Linked DNA regions of Gossypium hirsutum: region 2 is linked to region 1. A link is a contact called in public Hi-C data. All regions are on one chromosome and are shown on one strand. The core of a region is the stretch at or near the end of the contact, and the rest is flanking DNA. Distances in the headings are between cores, read along the strand shown. Region 1 holds the start of LOC107917869 (RNA-binding protein 24-B). Region 2 holds the start of LOC107917874 (AT-hook motif nuclear-localized protein 10).

What was found. A called contact is a pair of places that touch in the nucleus more often than the background predicts.
Region 2: a contact with region 1 is called in a Hi-C map of leaf, with 3 times the contacts expected there. The contact joins the promoter of LOC107917874 here to the promoter of LOC107917869 in region 1. A contact is called at or near these places in 16 of 34 Hi-C or Micro-C datasets (anther, callus, fibers and 3 more).

What each region holds. Positions count from the first base shown.
Region 1 is chrA01:19,041,371-19,047,626 of Gossypium_hirsutum_v2.1, reverse strand. It overlaps LOC107917869 (RNA-binding protein 24-B), which reads right to left and starts at 2,751. Exons shown (of 8, transcript XM_016847240.2): 1 at 1,660-2,751; 2 at 1,278-1,422; 3 at 583-706. The coding sequence starts at 1,890. LOC107917912 (AT-rich interactive domain-containing protein 5) reads right to left here. Exons shown (of 14, transcript XM_041114599.1): 11 at 6,206-6,256; 12 at 6,016-6,063; 13 at 5,392-5,484; 14 at 4,726-5,073. The coding sequence ends at 4,966.
Region 2 is chrA01:19,203,932-19,210,187 of Gossypium_hirsutum_v2.1, reverse strand. LOC107917874 (AT-hook motif nuclear-localized protein 10) reads right to left here and starts at 4,017. Exons shown (of 6, transcript XM_016847247.2): 1 at 3,767-4,017; 2 at 2,554-3,187; 3 at 1,475-1,527. The coding sequence starts at 3,067.

The DNA.
Region 1 (6,256 bases), core at 1,502-4,001:
CCCAGGAAATTATCACATTAGACTTTAGAGACTCATAAAAAGGTGTCTGTCAAGCACTTATATCAAAGTCAATTGTAGGCAAAATCCCCAAAAAGAAACCTAATGCTCCATTTGGAAACATGAATTCAAAATTTTGGATTTGAAGTTTATTTACTATGTAAATGGTAATAACAAAATGCATGTATTATGGACAATTTAATCGGAATTCCATATAATATATATTTGACTGGTATAAAAACATGAATTTGTCAAATTCAAAAATATTTTAGTAATTTCAAATTTGCTACTAAATAGCAACCAACAAATCCATGGATTTGAGAAATAATTATGAATGTTACGTTTCTAAATATTTTACTTCTCAATATACAATATTTTTGAAATCCAAATCAAAATTCTAAAATCTAAGTTCCCAAATACTATCTAAAATAAAATTTCTTAGGCACTTAATAAAACAAAACTTGAATAATTATAAGTATAAATGATAAATGCTAGAATTTGATGTTCAACCAAGCCAAGCTCAATTGAATCATGATTGGAGCAACCAAAATAGTTAGAAACCCTTGAATCAGAAGCATAACTCACCCATAAGAAGGGTACATCAATCCTTGTTGATAATTGTAAGGAAGTGGAGGCTGATAGCCAATACTTCCAACATAAGCCCCTCGTGGCACACCTCCAATATATGGAGAAGCTGGTCTCAAACGTCCTATTAGAAAGACAACAAGGAATAAATAATTAGCCTGATCACCGAGTTTAACAGAAATGGGCACATTCAGAACTAACTGAAAAAAAAATTGAAAAATTAGTTCAACTATAAGTATAATAGCATCAGCTTGAAAGAGTTGAATGGAAACAAAATGAAACCACCCTACAAATTTCTACTAGAAGCAGAGATTTGGGCAATATAAAGTTATAAACAAGAAGAGACACTTTTGGCAAAGAAAGACAGTTTTAAATGAAAGGACATTTTCAACATCTGTGGTAAGAACGCAAACAGAAACCAAATTCAAAACCTATGTTACTCGGACTCAGGTGTGAGTGTCCGATACAGATGTGTAGTGGACCTGGGTTTATGGATAGATTTTTTCTATGCTTTTTCATTTATTTAGAGGATGAGAATCTTGGAGGCCATATGCCTGTAACCATGTGTCAGACACAAATACCTCAAATCGAAGAAAAGGGAATAGCATTTTTTTTCGAGTGAGCTGGAATAGCAGCAAATATTGTTACAGAAAATGTCACATGTTGAAAACGATAATGGTGTTAATCAGACTAACCGGACAGATTAGAGATGATACCGTAAGGAACAGGAGGTCGAGGACGGCCTAGAGAAGCCAAATTACAATTAGCACGCCTGCCATCAATAATTGGGGTCGGATCAGCACAGGCTCTCCTAGCAGACTCTGGATCCCGGAAAGTTACCTACACCCTCCATGCAAACCCAACAAGAAACCAAGTCACTCTAAAGTCAATAAAACCCCTTTAACTTACTACACATTGCTTCAGCATCAAAGCCTTGCTGCCACCCTTGATTTAGTACCAGTTTTATTTACATAATAACATGGACAGCCAAATGCAAAGTAGCATCTTATCATCATCAAACAGCAGCAAAGACAAAGAAATCTTTAAAAATTTAAAAAAAAAAACATTAACACTCACAAAACCATATCCTTTTGAACGGCCGGTGTTCTTATCAGTGATGACAACGGCTTCCACGATTTCACCAAACTGCTCGAAATATCGGCGCATGGTTTCGCTTTGAGTTTCCCAAGCGAGTCCCCCAACAAAGACCTTGGTGTATGTGGTATCTCCAAAAGGGGAATTCATGTATTGGAAGCCAGAACTCGAACTCGACCCCGAGCTCGGACCCGGAATTTGCTGAAACGCCATGACCACAGATGACCCAATTCAAATCCAGGGATACTAAGGAAAGGATCCAAGATTGATTGAAGGTGATCGACAAATCAAGTAAGAATGAGGTTAACCCCAGAATAGAGAGACTAAAGATACAATTTTTTCCCTTAAAAGAATGATAAAACCCTAGAAAAACCCTAGAATTGGAAGGAAAGATAAATTCGCAGAACCGTATGGGATTTAATGGAATAAAGGAGAAAAGGCAGAAAACCCTAGATGGGCCAAGAAGAGGGGTGAAGTGGAAAGTGGTGGGATTGGATGAAACATGCACTTTGGGGCTATATACACAGAGACAGTGAGGAACACAGAAAAGCAAAGCAAAGCAAAGAAAAGTGAAGGCTTGACAAAGTGAGGAACGGCTTACTATGTATGACAGGAAGAAAAGAGAAGGAAGGAAAAGAAGAAAACAGGAGGTGGGTGAGGATTGATTGATGGGTAGCAAACAGAGTGAAGAATCAAATTGTAATACCAGAATAAGGAGAAGATCAAAGACCCCTCAAGAAAACTCAGTAAGGTGAAGGGAAATAATAAGAAATTAACTCAGTTCATTGTTGTTGAGAGATGGAGGAGGAAGAAATAGAAGAGTGGTCATCATCATCAAGGAAGAGCAATAAAGGGGAGAAAGAAAGAAAGAAAAAAAAAAGAAGGAAAAGGCGCAAAGGGAAGAGAGGAGAGGCTTAGTGCTGGAGAGTTCTGAAACAAAGCAATGGCAATTAGCAAAGACAGCTTGGTTGGGGTGGGGACTCGGGACCTACTATCCCCTATTTCAATGGCTAATCCAGTTGCCTGTCTCTCTATCTCTCGCCTCTTGTAACTGATCTCGCTCTTCTTTTCACTCTACTAACTCCAAATTAAATCAAATGGGATTAAATTTTAAAGCATAAAAAATTAATATTTATTTTTCAGTCATAAAATTCCAACATTTTTATTAAATAAACATCCATTCTACTCACGATAATTAAACAGACAATTCTTGCAGTACTGCTACTGATTTTGTCTGACTTGAAATTCACTATTCTTCAACCACACTCGCAGTAACAAATGGGAATAAGAAGTCTCCTGGCTTTCCAATTCTCTACTTAGAATCCCATTTTAATTGGTAATTTGTGTAGCTTTTTTGTTTTTTAATAATAATAATTTACCGAGTGTTCATAACATAAATAAGTGGTGAGATGGACAATTTAGTTCCTGAATAGTAGTATACATGTGTTGTAGTGTACATATATATATTATTATTAATAAAGAGTACGGTAGGGGTGGAAATGGATAAAGCTGAAGGAGCTGTCCAAGTAAAGTCAGTAAATTGAAAGGGACCCTCAGAAAAAAGGATGATGCTGCTTGCGACAATTATGCATTATTGTTTTTCTTTCATTGAACCCGGTAGGTATATATTTTTTGCAAATAAAACCTTAATAATATATTGTAAGAAAAAAAAACCCAAACATTGTGACCCAATCATCTCCTCTAAAACCCCGCGAATACAGATTAACTTGAAACAAAAATAGTCAAACAAACCCGCGATTCAAGTGCTTGGATTAGAGATGCTATGAGCACACCAGGAAATAAATAAAAAGGGGGGGGAGAACAGTGCATAAAGATGTTAGAATGATGCAAAAGAAGAAACGAGAAGAAGAAGAAGAGAGGGTAATCGTTTTGTAGGTGAAAGAAACCAAGAATCAACAAAATCATCGGCATGAAAAAAATAGTACTAATAATTTATAAGAATGATGTGTGTGGACACAGAGGCCATAACATCTGTTGGCTGCCTGGCCTAGCATAAACCTAGACTAGGATATCATATCTGTCAGCTTATATTCTTAATTTTCTGACAACATTCTTAAACAGGAAAGTTTTTTTCTTTTTTTTTTTTTGGCTTCTTAATTCTTAATGGGTGTATCTTCCAATGGAGAAAGAGCTACATGCTACTCTAAATTCTGCAGTCATCTCCCAGATACACTCAATTTACTGTCACATACACAATACAACAGTTAGCATGTTGAGACTTTCAATTTTGTATGCTACATACATCATTCATCAGGAGCAGTCAATAGGCGGTCCTGAAGCGGCCAAGTCAAGTGTCATTCACACCGCAGTGCTGCAGCTATATTCGGGTTACACTTACTACATACATGATGATGATGATGATGATGATGATGATGATGATGATACATTTACAAATGCTAGCCACCCACCCAAACTCCCCCATTTCTATCATCACACTGACAGTGACTGATATATACTGTTGAGTTGGGAAAAAAATAATATTATTAACAGAAAATATGGTGAATGTTGTAGGTCCAACCCGAACGTTAAGGCCTTTTACTCCAAATTAACAACGATTAATCAATTTTGATTTGACTCCAGTTAAAGGAAGTGTTGGTACTCAATCTATATAACTAATAATCAAACAAAACGAATAAATGAAGTAAATATTATAAAGTTAACATACTTCCACAAAACAACAGAGCTTATGTTTGATTGGTTGATTTTCAAGCGATAAATATCCAGTTGCTGTTAGTGTCTGATAACAAAATCAGGAAAGCCTCAGTACGGTTGATTCTAATCTAGTTGATTAATATTAAAAGGTAACTTTTGTGCTTCAAATTTAATCATAATATCATTAATTAATTCTTTCAACTAGAATGTTGAGACGGCTTAAAAGGTAGAAAAAAGTCAACGTCAGTATTTCAGCCTTAATGACACTTTTAAAGTAGAAACCCCAAATGATTCCAAACTAAAATATAAGGACTAAATCCCAAATTTGAATCAGTAAAGGGACCAAAATCAGAAATTGACCAAACTAAACCATTGTTTGCACAAGTCTTTAACTTGCATTAATTTACCAAATCTCCGCTCTCCTTTTATCATTTGATTTTGAGGAGATTTTTAACTTCCCTTCACAAAGGGCTTTTCAACTAGTTCAGCGTTGATGAATAAAATCAAGCACAAGGAAAATTACAACTAATCCAACAATACCATAGTTTACTCCTAATTACATTAATCCTACAATGACTGTGGCCAACCAATCTAAACTAAACAACACGATGAGGTTCAAGCTGCTGATCCCTGCTCAAAAGGGACACGAACAAAGAGTCGACCATGCAAGCTCACAACAGCAGTTGTCAGAAGCGGATCAATTCTCGATGGTAAGTTCACTACCTGTACAAACCACACCAAATTAGGGTCAGGATCAGCTCACGAAGTATCTTTCTTTTGCTCCAATTTTATTTTCTGCTTCTTTTCCCTCTTGTTTCCACAACAAAAAACCGCCCTATTAAAGCAGCAGGCTTCTTCCTAAAACATTTTCATCTCGAATACAACAATAAACTTGGAAGAAACTGAACAAAATTAAGAATATCGATGCCCATCAAATATAGGGTTAATTCCTCCTATATTCTCACCTATGTTCTCAAGCATAGTCTAGAGATGCTATTATAAGCTTTTTTATTTCCTCGTCTTAGAAATTAAAAGAAATACCTTCTTAAAGGGCGTGATACCCCAAGGATTGTCAACTTGCTCTGGTTGGCCAGTGATAACCACACGTCCAGCAGGATCTGATTGAACTCGTACCTAGATCCACCAAAAAGCAAGTCCAGTCTTACATCCAGGGGAACTCATAGAGACTAAAGAAGGGAGGGATTATGAAACACCAAACATGTTTTCCAATCACAAACGTGTGAAAATCATAGTAACAAATTTAAAAAGAACTTAAGACTTTCACGTATTTGAAAGCAGAAAAGCAGCTGAAATTTTGTTGAGAAGGAGCCAATGTCCCCCCCCCCCAAGTAACTAACTATTAAATTCTTACTGCGCCCCATAGCTTAGGAAGAAAATAGAAAATCCAAGATATCTTGAGAAACCGCTCAAACAATCTACAAAACTAGGAACTAATAAGACATCTTAGTAGACTGACCCTTTATTGATACTGGTATCAGTAAATTACTAGAAAATACAACACATGAATTTTTTGCGTGCTTATCGATGTGATTAACTGCAAATACAAAAGAGTACAGGTTGCAATGCCCTACTGTCAAGGATCATACCAATTGTTTACTAATTTGCATAAAGTCATTTGAAAAGGATTTTGGGACAACTGCATACCTCCTCACGCAGAAGCCCAGGGACCAGAGCATATACCTCAAAGCAATCCTGCTGTGCATTTTAAGGCCAGTGAAACTACTCAGAACTCAAAACCCCAAAACAAGCTACTCTGCAACTGATTTTAATTGGCACCAGTTTTGAATAGATTTTTATCTGCCTGTGCATCAGGTAGGAAACAAGGGATACTTACAGTTTCACGGACATTGATCTTCACCCAATCAGCAGGGGTTCCAACATCAAC
Region 2 (6,256 bases), core at 2,768-5,267, 160 kb before region 1:
TTAGCTTCAGATCACCCAATTAACTACAACTATTATATCACCAAGAGAACAACTCCATTGCATACACATGTTTGTATAAAGAAGCACAGTGAAATTTAGAGCGATGGATAGCTCAAAAGATGAAAATACTTCACATTGAGAAATAAAAGTATAAATAAAAGGGAAGGTATCTCTCCTTTACTATAACGGGGTGTTTGGTTAGGAGAATGTTTAATTAACTCTGGTAATAGGATTATCTCATATCTAGATTATTTAGCACATTACTAATAATGTTTAATTTTCTTGTTTGATTGAGTTGTTTGGAATGTAAGATTTTTTTGTTGAGAGAATATAAGATAACCTAATAGTATTAAATTGTCATTGATCACAAATAAGGACGAAAAAAGCTATTAAATTATGCAAACAGTGAAAGGTGACAACGAAAATAGATAAAAATAATTAAGGTAAAATGACGACCACGATGATTATGAAGACAGACAAGTTGTTAAATTTTCTCAACTAATAAATAATTAAAAAATGGAAAAACTCATAATAATAATTAATTGAAACTTAAGGTAATATAATAGACAAAATGCTAAGTTTCCTCAATTTATACTTATAATAATGATAACAGTAATGATAATGATAATAATATAATATAATATAATATAATATAATATAATATAATATAATATAATATAATATAATATAATATAATATATATAGTTGGAATTAAAGAATTGGAGAATTTGATTCATTAGCATATATTATTTTGTTTTAGTTTAAATAAAATGGATCAAAGTCAATAAAAATGAGTAAAATTGTCACAAATTTTAGATTACTGAGGTAATATAAAGATTACCTAAGAAATAGATGGTATTGAACCAAAGCTTATCATCAGTAAGATGACTATCCAAATGCCCCCTAGTTGTATGTCCAGTATATTTATAAAATTAACAAAAAAGAAATATATCTTCAACCAAATAAAGGAATGGAGTTCATAAAAATATTCATCAAGATAATGTTATTCATTCACATAACTTCATTCTAAGTTGTGTATACATTTTGAAGTTGCAAAATCACAAGCATTATCAAAATTTTAATTTACTCCATTAGTTCTTTGTTGTTTTCATTGATTTTCATTGTCTGAAGAGGAATTTTGGGAAGTAATCCATTGCCCCAATTTGACCTTTTATTTCATCACATGCAAAATGCAAAAAACTAATGACATAACACTTTTCTCCAGAGTCAATATGGTTCTAAAGACAACAGTTGACTAAAAATCTTTACGAAGCAAATTAAATGAAAGAAGTTTCGGCAACTTATGACAGGCATATTTGCATCAAGCAAGAAGATGAACATGCCATTTATTAATAAATGGAATAAAAATGAATTTTCAGAATGGTTGACTCTAGCATATAAGAGCAATAAGAAAACGTTTTCCACATAAACCAGGAAAAGTGGTAAGGGAAGTTAAAAAGGAAAAAAGAGAAACCTCTCCCACTTTAACAGTGATAACATGGGGCGTAAATCCAACTCTGGGTGATCCTGCAAAAAGAGAACAATTTAGTGAAATATGTCAGCTACAAAGATAGCTCAGGCTTCTAAGAATCTTCTTTAAAAAATAAAATAAAATAAAAACTTGATAGTCATAGAATGACTATGCTTCATATTGAAAAAGTAATTGAAGGAAAAAAACAAAAGGAAAGAAAAGAACAAAAATCTTGTAATAACAAGAAAGCTGCAATCCTTCAGTATTATTCAAGAATGTTTATGTACATATTATATATATTTATAAAAGCACTCTTGGTAGATGTTAATTGCTAGCTAGCTGCTATTGACATAAGAGAGTGAAGATATAGAAAAACAAGAAAGGGGACACAGAAAAATGAGGCAAGGGCATGGCGGCATGCATATAAGTGATTTGGGAAAGATAAGAATCTGAAGTCTAAAGTCAGATAGAACAGATCCCAAGTCTAAAGTTAGAAGTCTATCTTACAATACAGACAACAGATGCAGATGTGATTCCACAGCATCACAGGTATTTACGTGTTGATATTTGGAATATTAGTTTGATTATCCTTATATAATCTCTTTAAGACTTCCAGTCTTCTACTAATTAGTGGTAAATACTGGTAAGTACTACAGTACTATTAATATTTATTATTACTCAGCAAAGCATCTTGGGTTCCATCCTGTCAGAAATCAGAACCCAGAATCGAGACTACTCCCTACAAATCATCACCAACACCAAAAACATAAACATAAACAAAACTAAAACCATCACTCCTTTATTATTTTTACCGCACTACCCATTTGTTCTCCTCACCTGCCATCCACATCCCACCCACGTGTGTTTGTCTATATATAACACAAAACAGAGTAAAAATGAAAAAGCAGGGAAATCAGATCCTTCCTCTTAGATCTTAATTCCTAAGTATAGTGGCATTTCGAGAACAAGGTAGAAAACAGAAAATGTCGTGCTTTTACCAATCCAAAGCAAAAAAAGACATTCATCAAATTAAACGATTAAAATGCTTTATTCGCGTATCAACTATCAAGAGAAAAGAGTACCCAGAGCTTCAAGTTGATTCTTCTTATTGCAGGAACCACGCGGTCTTCCCCTAGCTTTCTTTCCTGAAGTTGGTGAAGAGGCTGATCCTCCTGAAGGAGGTGGCGGAGGAGTTGGTGAGGGGAATCCTCCTCCACTATTAGATTGGGTTACGCTGACAGAGGAAGGAGCTGGTATAAGAGACAACGGCATGGTACTTTCCGGCCCATACTTCCTGGGCCTCCCTCTCTTCCTCTTCAAGGGTTCGCTCCCCATGCTCATGCTCATGTTCAGAGCTTGCCCTTGTTCTTGAGTGACCGCAGGTCCACCAGCGGACCCCTCGGCCCCACCATCGCCGGAAGCTGGCTGATATGTGAGTGAGGCGGAAGTGATGGGCTTGTACACAGCTGTTCCGTCAGACCTAAAGGCTAAACGCATGTTCTGTATCACCGGTTGTGACGCCACCGGACTCTTCTGTTGCATGCCCAAGCTGTAGGGCTCTCTACTCGCCATCATTCCCGTCTCAGATCCCGACATTCTTCTCCTTTTTCTGTTTGGTGTTTAAAATTGAATTATATATGCTTTTTCAGTTCTTTCCTTTGCTCGTTCCTAAGTAATTCATTAGATCACGAAGCAGCAGCAACAGCAGAGAAGAACCTAATTTTTTAAACAGAAAAATATAATAATCTCAAACATGAAATGCTATACTCATGCTGACTGTTAAGAATTATTGTTCAAAAGAACTCACTCACTGTTTGGTGCACTGAACTCTCACTACTTGAACTCGAACTCGAGAAGTGCAGATTTTTGAAAATGTTTGTATAAATTAAAATGGAGTTTCAAATTTCAACTTGAGCGAGGAACTGTCAGTTGATCAAGCTTTCAAAATTCACTGAAAAAAAAAATTGAGCCTAACAAGCTACCTTGCTCTTAAATCCCAGGTGAAAAATCTATATGCAAAAAAGTAGAATTTACTCATCGCCAAATTTAAACCCTAATAACTGTTGCAATCCTTTCAGTTTTAGTCCCCAAATCTACTCAATTCCATTTTTCTTACAAAGATGAAGCTACAATTTTTTTAATAATGGCTAAAAAAACCCAGGAATTTCTGACCAATTTTACGGACAATTTTCAGAATTTTCGAAAAATTACAGTTTTATAACAAATATATAATCTATTATCCAAAAAAAACAGGAAATAGGAGAAAAAATACAAAAAAAAATGCCAATAACTTACCAATAAATAGGAAATTTTCAGAGACTAAGAGACGGATGAGAAAAAAAAAACGTAGGGATTCTGAAGGGAAAAGGCAAAGTAGCAGCAAACAACTTTTTCCAAAGAAATGCTAGAAATCTGAAATTTTTAGGCGCTGTATTTACTATTTAGTAGTATATTTTATTTCAGATATTTTTATTTTAAATATTTTAGTTTTTCTCTTTCTTTTTTTTTAAAGTAAATTTTTTGTTCTCTTTCTCTGTGTTTTTTTCTATTTTTCTTTTCTTTTTCCCATTACTTAAAGGGCTTTTATTTTAAAAGTAGACAATTAATATATAATTTTTTAATTCAGAAAAATAATATACTAAATCATTCTGTTTGTTATAGTCATAGTTAAGTAAACAGAAATTTATACATTAAATTCATTAAAAATATAAAAAATTAATAAATTATAAGGTAGAGTAAAAATATTTACATATATATATTTTTATGAAAAAAAGTCATTATTCTCTTTAAAAAAATTGGCAACGTAATTTTAGTGTAGAGTACAACTGTACAAGCTTTAATTTGCATTTACTCCAAGTCTCCCACGCCTTGATTAGAATTTAGAATGATAACGCGCTCGTTCCTTCTGTGTTATCTGTTGTAAACTAAAGCCTTCACTCTATGCTTCCTCACCTACTCGACTACTCGCTTCTTTCAAATTGCCACGTAATTTACGGCTTTAAAGATCCCCTACTTTCTTAGTTGTAAAGCGAACAAAGTACTGTAACCCGCTTTTGGCTCCAGTTACCTCTAATATTTTAAAATGATTTTCTTGTTTGAATTTTGAAATTATATTTTTAAGGGTAAAATATCGAGTTCTTCAATTTTCGGATGCTTTCATTTTTTCATCTAAATAAAAATAATTTTAATTTAATCATTATCATTAATAAAAATTTTCACCTATAACAAAAAATCTGATTTTACATACTAAATCTCACTCTAAAATACTTCTTTGATCAAGTCAAACTTGTTTGTCAATCACAGTTTTCTTTCATTTTTCTTTTTCTTGTATTTTGGGTCTTATTTATTCTTCTTCTTCTTCCCTCCCATGTCCGTGCTTCCAACGTCTAGCCCCTATAAGACACGGTACAAATTCCAACATACAGATATCCGTTGTTGCGCAAAGTACAATGACGATGGTCATTTAAATCATAAATTTTCGAATTCGTACATGTAGGCGTCGGTTTTATTAAAACATCTCTGGTTTTGGCACAAGGCTATCTTGGAAAGCTTCTCCCTTGATGCTTGTTGCAGGTAGAGAGCACATACAGTTTTTATGCAAAGTTTTGGATCCTTGCCAAAGGCCACGAGCATCTCCCCCTCAAATTCCCGATTCGACTTATGATTCCTTTTCCTTTTGAGTTGAGAGAGAATCATATCGAAGTCCACTTCATCATTTGAGTTACTTGAGACATCTTGTTGTTCGCTACGAGTATTATTGCAATCGGAATGTTCTTGCGACTCACTACAACTATAGTCACAACTGGTAATGTTGAAGCCCTCAACGATAAAACCATTAGGACTATCATCATCACTCTCATTGTCTGACCCAATCTCATCTTCAACACCCTCAGTTATAGGGCTTCGTTTGCGGAATTTACTTTCATCGTTCTTCCTCGAAGAAATTTTTTTTATTTCTTCTCCTTTAGATTATCTAAGTTGCTTTTGAGGGAATTAAGAAAGCAGTCATCTCCCTCAGGCCTGTTTAACACATGAATTATATATCATTTAGCATGTTGTAATTGTTGGTTGTATTTTGTTTTGGGATTTTAAACTTTTATGTTTTAATAAGTTTTTTTCATAAACTCTAGATTTTCTAGGCTTTGAAAATTTTTGGGTGTTAGAAGCAGTGAAGGAAAAAAGTTGGTTAGGGAAGAAGAAGATTGAATATGACCCAAAATAAAAGAGAATGAAAATGAAAGAAAATTTTGATTGGTGGAGAAGTTTGACTTGGTCAAAGAAGTATTCTATAGTGGGATGGGTTAGGTGATTAAAATGAAAAATTTCTCTAAGGTGATAAATTATAATTATTTTTATTTAAGTGATAAAAAATGAAGGTGCTCAAAAAACTTGGGTGACCAATTAAATAGTTTACCCTATTTTTTATTAAATAGTCAATACAGCTGATGCACGTATGAGTTATTTAAATTTTGTAGTAATAGTTTTAAGATTTAATATTAATGTGATTAGAAAATTAACACATAATAATTTTTATTTACAAAAAACACATAAAACTCAAAGTAATATCAAGTTAATCAACATCACATATAATATAAAGAAATATAAAATTATATTTACGGGAGATGAGTAAGATGGCAAACGTCTCTCCTATCTTAATCAGTGGTCGAGGGTTTAATCCTCGCCCTAGGTATAGAATAACTTTAAAATTTGTGGTCAACATCTACCCCTTAATAGGCTTAGAGAATACGAATGATTAATTAATAGGCTCGCTCCCTTAGATACCTT